Regions from separate parts of the Mus musculus genome. Here regions 1 and 2 are each linked to region 3. Evidence: chromatin contacts called from public promoter capture Hi-C data. All regions are on one chromosome and are shown on one strand. Each heading gives the region's core, a stretch centred on a gene start, on an enhancer-like site or on the middle of the called end of the contact. The rest is flanking DNA. Distances are from core to core; before and after follow the strand shown.

Region 1 (2,949 bases), core at 88-2,587, 1.2 Mb after region 3:
AGTGGGTATGTGTATGCGAGTGTGTGTGTGTGCACGCTGTGTGTGTGTGCGTACGCATGTGTGTCTGTGCATGTGAGTGCATGTGTGTGTGAGTGCATATGTGTCTGTGTATGTGTGCACGTGTGTGTACATGTGTCTGTGCATCAGTATGTGTGTATGTATGTGAGTGCATGTATGTCTGTGTGTGTGAGTGCATGTGTGTCTCTGCATGAGTGTGTGTACATCTGTGTGCATGGGTTTATGTGTTTGTGAGTGCGTGTATGTTTGTATGTATGAGTGTATGTGTGTTTGTATATATGTTAGTGCATGTTTGTACATGTGTTTGTGTGTGTCTGTATAAGGGAGAGGGAAGGAAGGAAAGGGAATAAGGGGGAGGGAAGTAGGGAGAGAGGGAGGGAAGGAGAGGGGGAGGGGAGAAGGAGGGGTAGAGGGAGAGGGCGCATATGAGTACTGGTACCTGCTGAAGCCACAAGGTGTTGGATCCCCTAGATCTGGAGTCAGCGTTCCAGGCAGTTATGAGTTGCCCTTTGTTTAATTCAATAAGCAACAGTACGCAACACATCCTTAAAAGTATGTTCTCTTACTTTTATATTTTATGTAGATCAGGAGACTTGGCAAGAAATCCAGGTCAAGGCAGACCCATCCTCACCTGCTGATACCTTTTGCTGTATACCGATCTGTCACCCTCTCGTCAGGACAGGGAAACATGATGACCAACAAATGCCATCAAATGGAGAATTAGCAACATACACCCAGCCCGAAGCCTGCCCCTACCGCGAAGGATCAGGAAACGAGGTTCGCTGCCTTATGCCAAGTATCTATTAATATTTAAGTCTGATAAGGGCTGGAAAGCTGGCTCTGTTTCGTTCCTTTCATTTCACCTCCTTTCAACTCTGAGTCTGTCTTAAGGAAAGGAGTTGTTATGTCTGATAGTAACTTAACAGCCAGGCGCGAAACTGAGGGCTGGCATCTACGAGGACTGGCATCGCAGCCTTTCATTTCCACACAGCGCCAACAGCTCAGTGTGTGTGCTTCAGTGTCTGACGCGCAATAGGCATTTAGCTGTCTGCCAGTCTTACACACATTCAGGGCGTTTGTTCACAGACACCACTGAACTGCACGTTCCCAATGGGCTCCTGTATTAGCTACACCATAACCAAACAAAACTTATGGAACAAGAGTGGATGTTGGCTTACAGTTCCAGAAACGGAGGGAGGAAGGGGGGTGAAGAGGGGGAGCGGGAGGGAGAAGGAGAGAATAATGATGGGGATAGCGTGGTAAGGTGGCAGAAATAGGAAGCTAGCAGACAGCATCTTTGCTCAGGAAGCAAAGAGGGGAAATTGGAAGTGGGCGGGGTTATACACCTTCAAAGCCCACCCCCAGTGACATACTTCCTCCAGCAAGGCTACACCCCTTAAAGGTTTCATAAGCTTCCTAAACAGAACCAGGGACTGTGGACCAAGTGTTTAAATACCCACGTTTACTGGTGACATTTCTCATCGAACTAGCACAGCTCTGAAAGAGAAATGTAGTAGTGAGGACAGCAATTCTGCAACATTACCCAGCATTACTGTTATTGGCCTATCTAAAGTAACACAAAGGCAGACAGATATTTGCAAATCTTCATCAGAGTTCTATACCACAGCACCAGCCTGCCTTACACGTAATTACAGGCATACACTCAGTCAGGGTTCCATACCTTATACACGGTTACAGGCATGCAAGCGGGCAGCAGAATACCACATTAAATTGAGCAACACTTAAAAATAGCAGCAAGGCACCATTTGCATGCAAGTGGAAACCAGGAATGTCATTTATCTAGTGTTTGCCTATCACTATTTCTGAAAACTCCCCTCCAAAAACAAGAGCTCAACAAGATGGCACAACCAGTCAGGAATGCATGACTTGGCTCTGAAGGGGGAAAAATGGTTTGAAAGTTCAGCTGGAGAAAGGGAAGTGGTATCCAAAGTGGCCAGAGGAAGTAGTTACAGAGGTTGCTGGTCCGAGGCCGAGGGGCCCCTGAGAGGCAGCTCTCAGCCTTTGCTCGATTGAGGCTCAGGGTGAGCTGTGGTTTAGACACAAAGCCCCAGTACCTGTGGGATGCGCACAAATGATCATGCGTAAGTGAACACACGCATGCGCACACACAGAGAGAGCAAGCACACAGCTTCACGAAGCTACACTTAGTTTTGGAAGCATAAAGCACACATGTTTTCCTCTTCTTTTCTGCTCCATTCCACCTTTCATTAAAAGTGATGACGAGGCTCTAACTCTGTGTCGCCATACAAACGGGTGACGCTATGGTCGGTCACATCATGGTCTCTCTGTATGGGATTAACTGTACTAGCCAAATTACAGATTATATCTCTTCACCTTTTCTCTATAAATTACTTCTGTATGGAAAGTGAGAAGGCATTTTTCTCCAAATATTTACTTATGAGCAATGTATCTTCAGTGACAAACAATTTACCAAACATAAACAGTTACGTGACTTGGGAGAAACTCAGAGGACAGAGTGAGATTCCTCCCCTCACTTACAAGTTTCTCAGTCTGCACAATTGGACTGACCCAAACCTAGGCACAGGCTACATAGGGGAGAGGAGGGATACTATCTCATGTCCCTCATGTGCTGACATTTGGAACATAATGACCCAGCCTGAGTGTAATGGGCTTAAAACTGTACCCAATAGCCTTTTTGAAAGCAGGAAGTCTTTTTGGGAGACAACAAAAGTTGACCAAGACCAGATGGAAGACGGGGCAGAGGGGCCTGATAAGTGGGGTGCCCGGATACAGGCAGGAGGCTGGACCAGAGGAAGTTCCTCCATTCCCAGGGACTATGCACTTAAGGGATGTTGCCCTCAGAATTTAAAGTGGCTTCTAGATCCTCTTCCAGACCATGTGGGCAGCATCAGATGGCCATGCTACAGAAGCTGAAGTGGTGGGGTACGA
Region 2 (2,700 bases), core at 123-2,622, 1.3 Mb after region 3:
CACGTGTCCCTGTTCTCCAGTTTGTCATCCTATAGAGTCGTGAAGCTTCCTCAGCTGAGTAATGCACTCGAGCTGAGGAAGCGTTCAGTGTAATGACCTGGGTTCAGTTCCCAGCACCCACGTGGCTACTCACAACCATCTGTGACTCCAGGTCCAGGGGATATGGCGCCCTCTTCTGGCCCCTTCAGGCATTGCATGCATGTGGTTCACAGACATTCAGGCAGGAAATAAGGTGCGTGCCCACATCAACTCCCATTGCTTCCACTCACCCCCCCTTTAAAAGCAGGCCCTGTGCCATGTTTTGATAATCTCATTTGTCTGCCTCTGCTTGTCATTCCATCACCTCTGGGGGTTAGGGTGAGCGGCCAATTCAGTTATATCATAAGACAGGAAGTCCGTTTCTCCACACTGACAGACTACAGTGCTGACATGCATTAAGAAATTTAGAAACTAATTGGCCCATATCGCATGCCTGCTCCCGTGCTTTGGGACAACTGCAAAGACACGAGAGAATTACATCAACACTCTCCGTGCCTTAACAAGCTGTGGACTGAATACTAAGTCTAAATGCCTGAAATCTAATGGAGTCTTGGTCTAAGAAGTCACAATGTTAATGTGTTAGCCACAAGTAATCTAAATATTTGAGAGAGAAAATTTTGATATATAAATGTGTGATCTTTGATCTATGAGATTAAATTCCCACTTGATAATTTACTATCTTTAAAGACTTTTGAAATGCCTTGAAATTTGTTCTTGTTTACTTTCTTTTTCGGGCATCATAGATATTAGGCAAGCACTCTACAGTGAGCCACACCCCCAAACTACGTTTCAATACCTCTTCTTAGGCATACACACACACACACACACACACACACACACACACACGAGAATTCCTTTCACAAGAATCTTACATCTAACACAACAGCTTTACAATGGTCTGTAGCTAAGTTTCTGTGCAAAAATCTGGGATTCCAAAAGAATGGAGGTGTATTAATCTCCCCAGAGTCCAAAGCCCAGGAAAAACAAGGGGGAAGCTGCAGTAATTTCTCTTTCAGGAGCAGATGCTGTCTCACCCCAGGGAGTTATGGGATGGAAGAAATGAGACAATAAAACTATACACGCTACTTTGAACTGTATCAGAGCCAGCCCCGTCGATCTGTAAATGATACATAGTTTCATTCCTTGAACCAAGAGCACTAACTACAGTTTTCTGTCTCATGGGAGGAAAGTTAGCAAGAACACTGACCTAACTGAGCCCCACATGGTAGCCTGTGGGAACCAGAAAGTGTGCTGCTGGGTTGGCTCAGCTGGCTGTCAGCTGTCAGCTCTGCCCCACAGCCACGCTGTGCAGCCCTCTCCAGCAGCCTGGTCCCTCCCCGTCCTCCCCGCCCCCAATCCAAGGTCATAGCCCAGAGTTATGGGCACAAGCATCTGTTGCCCCTTGCTCTGCTCATGGGATTTGTGTCTGTAGATGAAAAGCCAATAACAACAGAACCTACAGAGTAACCAAACCACTTGCTTCCTGACACGCCGTTTGCCTCCTGGCACCCTCAGCCCTCTAGCCGGGCTTCCTTATCGCTCTAGGGAAACCAGTCCACCTTGCAGACAGGAAACTCACCAAGACATAGGGGTGATCTGATGGAAAAGCGTGTGTTCAGGTGTGTAAAGCTGAACCTGTGAAGTTTTAAAATTAAAAATACCAGCAACAGCACACACTCTCTGTACACAGTGAGTGGTAGACGACTCTCTCCTAGCTGAAACAGGAACACGTGGTTCTGTCAGGATCACTCGGAGAGCACCCTGATGTAGGGGCATGCAGAGCTGACAGAGAAACATGGAGGAGTACAAAAGGCTGAGAAACCGAGAAGAATGGTCCATGCTGAAAAAAGGGCACCAGAAAAGTCCCAGTGTGTAAAGATGCACACGGGCCTCAGGGAAGGGCAGAGTCGAAGAGGGATCGTGCCTGAAACACACGCTTCTGTCAACCTAAACTGCTTATCTCTGCTTTTTCAATATTTCCAGATTTGCCCCTTGGGAAACTGGATACAGACTTAAGAGAGAACAGGCAGGGGCTTGAAATACCCCAGCAGTTACCATAGAGAAAAAGGAAAATTAACAATTTTCATATTATGTGGAGGGAAAGAAGCATAGTGTATAATTACTCAGACTCTCCAATAAAGAGCCTCTTCTGTGAACAAAAAGAAGAGATATCCCAAAGGCAGCTACTGTTGTGACATTTAACTGGGAACGCAGCCAAAAACATAGGCTAGGATCACAGCCCTTGCCTTTCTTGTGGAAAACTTTGGGGTAGCTAACTCACCCAAACAGATGGCTGTAGTTCTGGCTACCTTAGATCAGTGGTTCTCAACCTGTGGGTCGCAACCCCCACGGGGCGTTGTCTATCAGGTGTTTACCTTATGATTCATAGCAGCAGCAAATGTACAGTTCTAAAATAGTAGTGAAATAGTTTTATGGTTGGGGCCACCATGTCACAAGGGACTGTATTAAAGGGTCGCAGCATTAGGAAGGTTGAGAACCACTAGACCAGAGGATGAGAAACGACACCCATAAATGTGTATTGATAAAGGTTAACGCGATGCCATCTTTCAGATGAATGGTTTGAAGGTGTTTCTTGTTGTATCTAAATATCTCTCAAAAAAGAATTTTAGCTATCGTTTGTATCCGCTCCTTCTGCTTACT
Region 3 (2,947 bases), core at 45-2,544:
GTCTGTTGAAGTGATTTTTTGAGTTACTATTTTCAAGAAACTCTGAAGAACAGAGATGACATAATTGAGAAATTTTGTATACCTGGTGTTACAGCACCCTCTACAACAGAGTATATTATATGAACTTGCTTCCCGAATGTGTGACTGTACAAACTTTATGGTTTTAGCGCTTAGTTTGCTCCCTTGGCACCTGCTAGAAAGGCTACTAATCTGTCGGGTTAATGTGTCAAAACAGCAATAACAGCGAAGAGCTCTCCTGAACTCTTTAAACTATTCCAACTGTGGGCCTTAGTCACCTAGCTCTCCTTCCATATCACCTCTCCCAGTTCTAAACTCTAGTGAACTGGCCTCTTAAAAGCCTTCTGAACTCAAATGCATGCACAGGTAGGGAAAATACTGCTGTAGTGGGGGAGAAAGGTCCAGAGACAAGTGACCGCAGATCTCTGACTTCTAAGGGACATCTCACTGGCTCGCACTGTGCATCTTGATACACAATAACTCACAATAGCTAACAGTGCTCCAAGTGTATTACATCTGGACTTTTTTAAACATGAATTCTTTTAAGAGGAAAGTTATGTTCACTTTCTAGCTCTGGTGGAAACTCGTTTTCCCTTATCTAAAGGAAATACGGCATAACAGCCACAGCGTTAATTTCACAGTTCTGAGATGAACCTGGTGAGACTGTCTTGTTTTAAAAACCTATTATCATTCTTCTAATGTTTAATCCCCGATACTGCTCGTTTTCGCAACACCCCAGCTTAACAGACGTAATGGAGCAAAAGCTTTTCTCCAACACAGGCTAACGAAAGGCTACAAAGTAAAGCCTCCTCTCTGCAAAGCGGGACATGGAGGACCTCGGTCCACGCCGAGTGAAGAACCGAAGCACAGTGCCCAGAAAGGAGGAAACAAAAAAGGAGAGCCAGTGGGGCAGGAACTGTGTCGCCAGGACTTGAAAAGACGGGAAAAGGCCGGTTTCCTCCCGCGTGAGGTCCGTTCCCGCTCCAGACTCCAACCATTTCCGCTCAGGGTAACCGCAAAACCCTTCCCGCGCGGGAACTCGGTGGAGGAGGAGTCTTGGGTCCCGCCCTTCTGGCGGAGCGCATAAAGCCTACCCCGGCCGCCGCGGTGTCTCTGGAATGTTCTGAAGGGAGGAAGCGCGCCCCTCCGCAGTCCGGGGAACACTCGGCGCCAGATGGCGCTACCGCACCGAGAGCCAGAACCTGCGCCTCAAGGGAGCTGGGCTGAGACACCACCGGAAGTGAGGGCTCCGCGAGCCTCCTGGCCCGGATATCCAGCCTTCTAGCGTGTTCCCGCGCGGGGGCGGAGCTACAACCGGAACCGGACTGCGAACGCGGGGCCTCGTGGCGGAAGAGCCAGGAGGGGCCTTGGAGGCGGTAACTTCCGCTGCGCGCGCCTGGTCTGGGCGTGCACGCGAGGGGCGGGGCCTCCGCGCGGGCGCGCGAGCGCTTGCGTACTAGGAGGGCGTTGTTGCGGGAGGCATGTGCTGATTTCTCCATCTTTGATCGCTTGCAGGCCTCGCCGGGCGGACATTAAACTGGTGTCTTAGCAGGTTTTTGTCTGTTTTGTTGCTTCCCTCTCACAGGAGTTGGTTTCTGGCTGTAAATTCAGTTTCTGGAAATCTCTGGAACGTTAGCGATGTACAAGGTAGTCTCGAGCTGCTTTCTCGCCATTGATTCCCAGCCAGTGTCAGTCCTTGCATCGTTACCCACTCGAGGCTACCCGTGACAGCTAATGGCATCTAAGGATTTGGAAAGGCTTATATTACGGACTTTTAAAGCGCTTAATTTGAGCTTTACCCTTTATTTTTGTCAGGATATTGGCACTCTGCATTCTGCGGTGTGGCTTTGCACAGAACCGTTTGTTGAGGGTTTGAACGCTGCCAGGGGAAAACTCCGCCCCTTTCCCACGTTGGCTGTGTCTGATCCAAACCCATTTTTAAGTAGCTGGACAGTACTTTACCCTGGTACATGGGCTTTGTTTTTATTTTAGTTGTATCGTGAGGACTATGAACTTGTATTGCAGAAAGTATTAGTGTCCACCTTTAAATATACATAACACTTTCGGCTGAAAGACAGTTTCCCAAAGCTCCCGAGTTTCCCAGGAATGTCTTCAGCTTTTGGTAGATGCTTTTAGGAATTTCAGAGGTCCTTGCTGTCAAAGATTTAAATAAAGTCAAACATAAAAAAGTAACAAAACATGCACGCTCGCACACACACTCACAAACACACAATTTTGTGTTGGCCAGTTACTTCTGGGCATGGGGCCTTCCCAGAAGTGTGGTTGATACTCCATAGGGGAAAATTGATTTTACCTTTCCCAGTATTATCAGTTATCAGTTGTACATGCCTTTTGGTTAGGAATGGAACTTTGTAATCTCTAACCCCTAGTTTGTACTGTTTTTTTTTTTTTCCCCCTTGCTTGAACCTGTTGTGAATGAAAACTCCTGGGGGTGGGGGGCCGGGTGTGGCAGAGACTGATTAGAATTTTAGTGCTGTAGCAAAATTGGAATGTTGCAGGTCCAGAGTTTAACTACCTTATCTTAGTCTAGTTTTAGTCTCCTATGTACTCCAACTGCCATTCCTTAGTCAGCTTTGTGTCAGAACTAAAATCCCATGAGAGATTTTTAAAAAGAATGAAATCTGTTGGCTGATACTAGCTTCTACCAACCTAAAAAACAAGAAAGTCATCAGATGAGACCTGTAAGAAAACCTGCCCCATCTTCCTGAATTGCCTTTATGGTATTCCCACAGATGTGTTTTACATGTCTCGATTCATTATTTTCTCTGTTCTGTAAAACTAAAACTGCTTCCATGTAGGAGCATAAAATTTGTGTTCCTGGGCCATGGTCACTAAAAATGGATCCTAAATAGACTATCTTTTATTCCCTTTAAGATGAGCACTCTTTTCTGCTTTGACTCTGTAGGTA

Evidence for each region. Promoter capture Hi-C pulls out the DNA fragments that hold promoters and counts their contacts.
Region 1: a promoter capture Hi-C map of pre-B cells shows a contact between it and region 3, with 10 times the contacts expected there. The contact joins the enhancer-like site here to the promoter of 1700028E10Rik in region 3. A contact is called at or near these places in 1 of 39 promoter capture datasets (pre-B cells), 1 of 15 datasets of contacts at CTCF or cohesin (large pre-B cells), 3 of 484 Hi-C or Micro-C datasets (B cells, palatal mesenchyme and uterus) and 2 of 115 datasets of contacts at active chromatin or transcription factors (T-cell acute lymphoblastic leukemia and large pre-B cells).
Region 2: a promoter capture Hi-C map of pre-B cells shows a contact between it and region 3, with 11 times the contacts expected there. The contact joins the enhancer-like site here to the promoter of 1700028E10Rik in region 3. A contact is called at or near these places in 3 of 39 promoter capture datasets (cranial neural crest, pre-B cells and second pharyngeal arch cranial neural crest), 1 of 15 datasets of contacts at CTCF or cohesin (large pre-B cells), 4 of 484 Hi-C or Micro-C datasets (B cells, CD4 T cells, CD8 T cells and 1 more) and 2 of 115 datasets of contacts at active chromatin or transcription factors (astrocytes and large pre-B cells).

The regions. Positions count from the first base shown.
Region 1 is chr5:150,154,654-150,157,602 of GRCm38.p6, reverse strand. It overlaps a transcript of Fry not described here. Among named protein-coding and RNA genes, the nearest start is that of Gm52797, 25 kb to the right of the region's middle. Within about 2 kb of position 1,337, at least 57 of the 459 cell types and tissues checked have an H3K27ac peak or open chromatin away from gene starts, as enhancers often do. A contact at or near this core is called in B cells and pre-B cells, where this site is marked.
Region 2 is chr5:150,114,528-150,117,227 of GRCm38.p6, reverse strand. All of the region lies in intron 2 of Gm52797 (a long non-coding RNA gene), which reads left to right. Among named protein-coding and RNA genes, the nearest start is that of Gm52797, 15 kb to the left of the region's middle. Within about 2 kb of position 1,372, at least 40 of the 459 cell types and tissues checked have an H3K27ac peak or open chromatin away from gene starts, as enhancers often do. A contact at or near this core is called in B cells, CD8 T cells and pre-B cells, where this site is marked.
Region 3 is chr5:151,367,022-151,369,968 of GRCm38.p6, reverse strand. It overlaps 1700028E10Rik (RIKEN cDNA 1700028E10 gene), which reads right to left and starts at 1,294. Exons shown (of 4, transcript NR_045700.1): 1 at 1,113-1,294. It also overlaps a transcript of Stard13 not described here.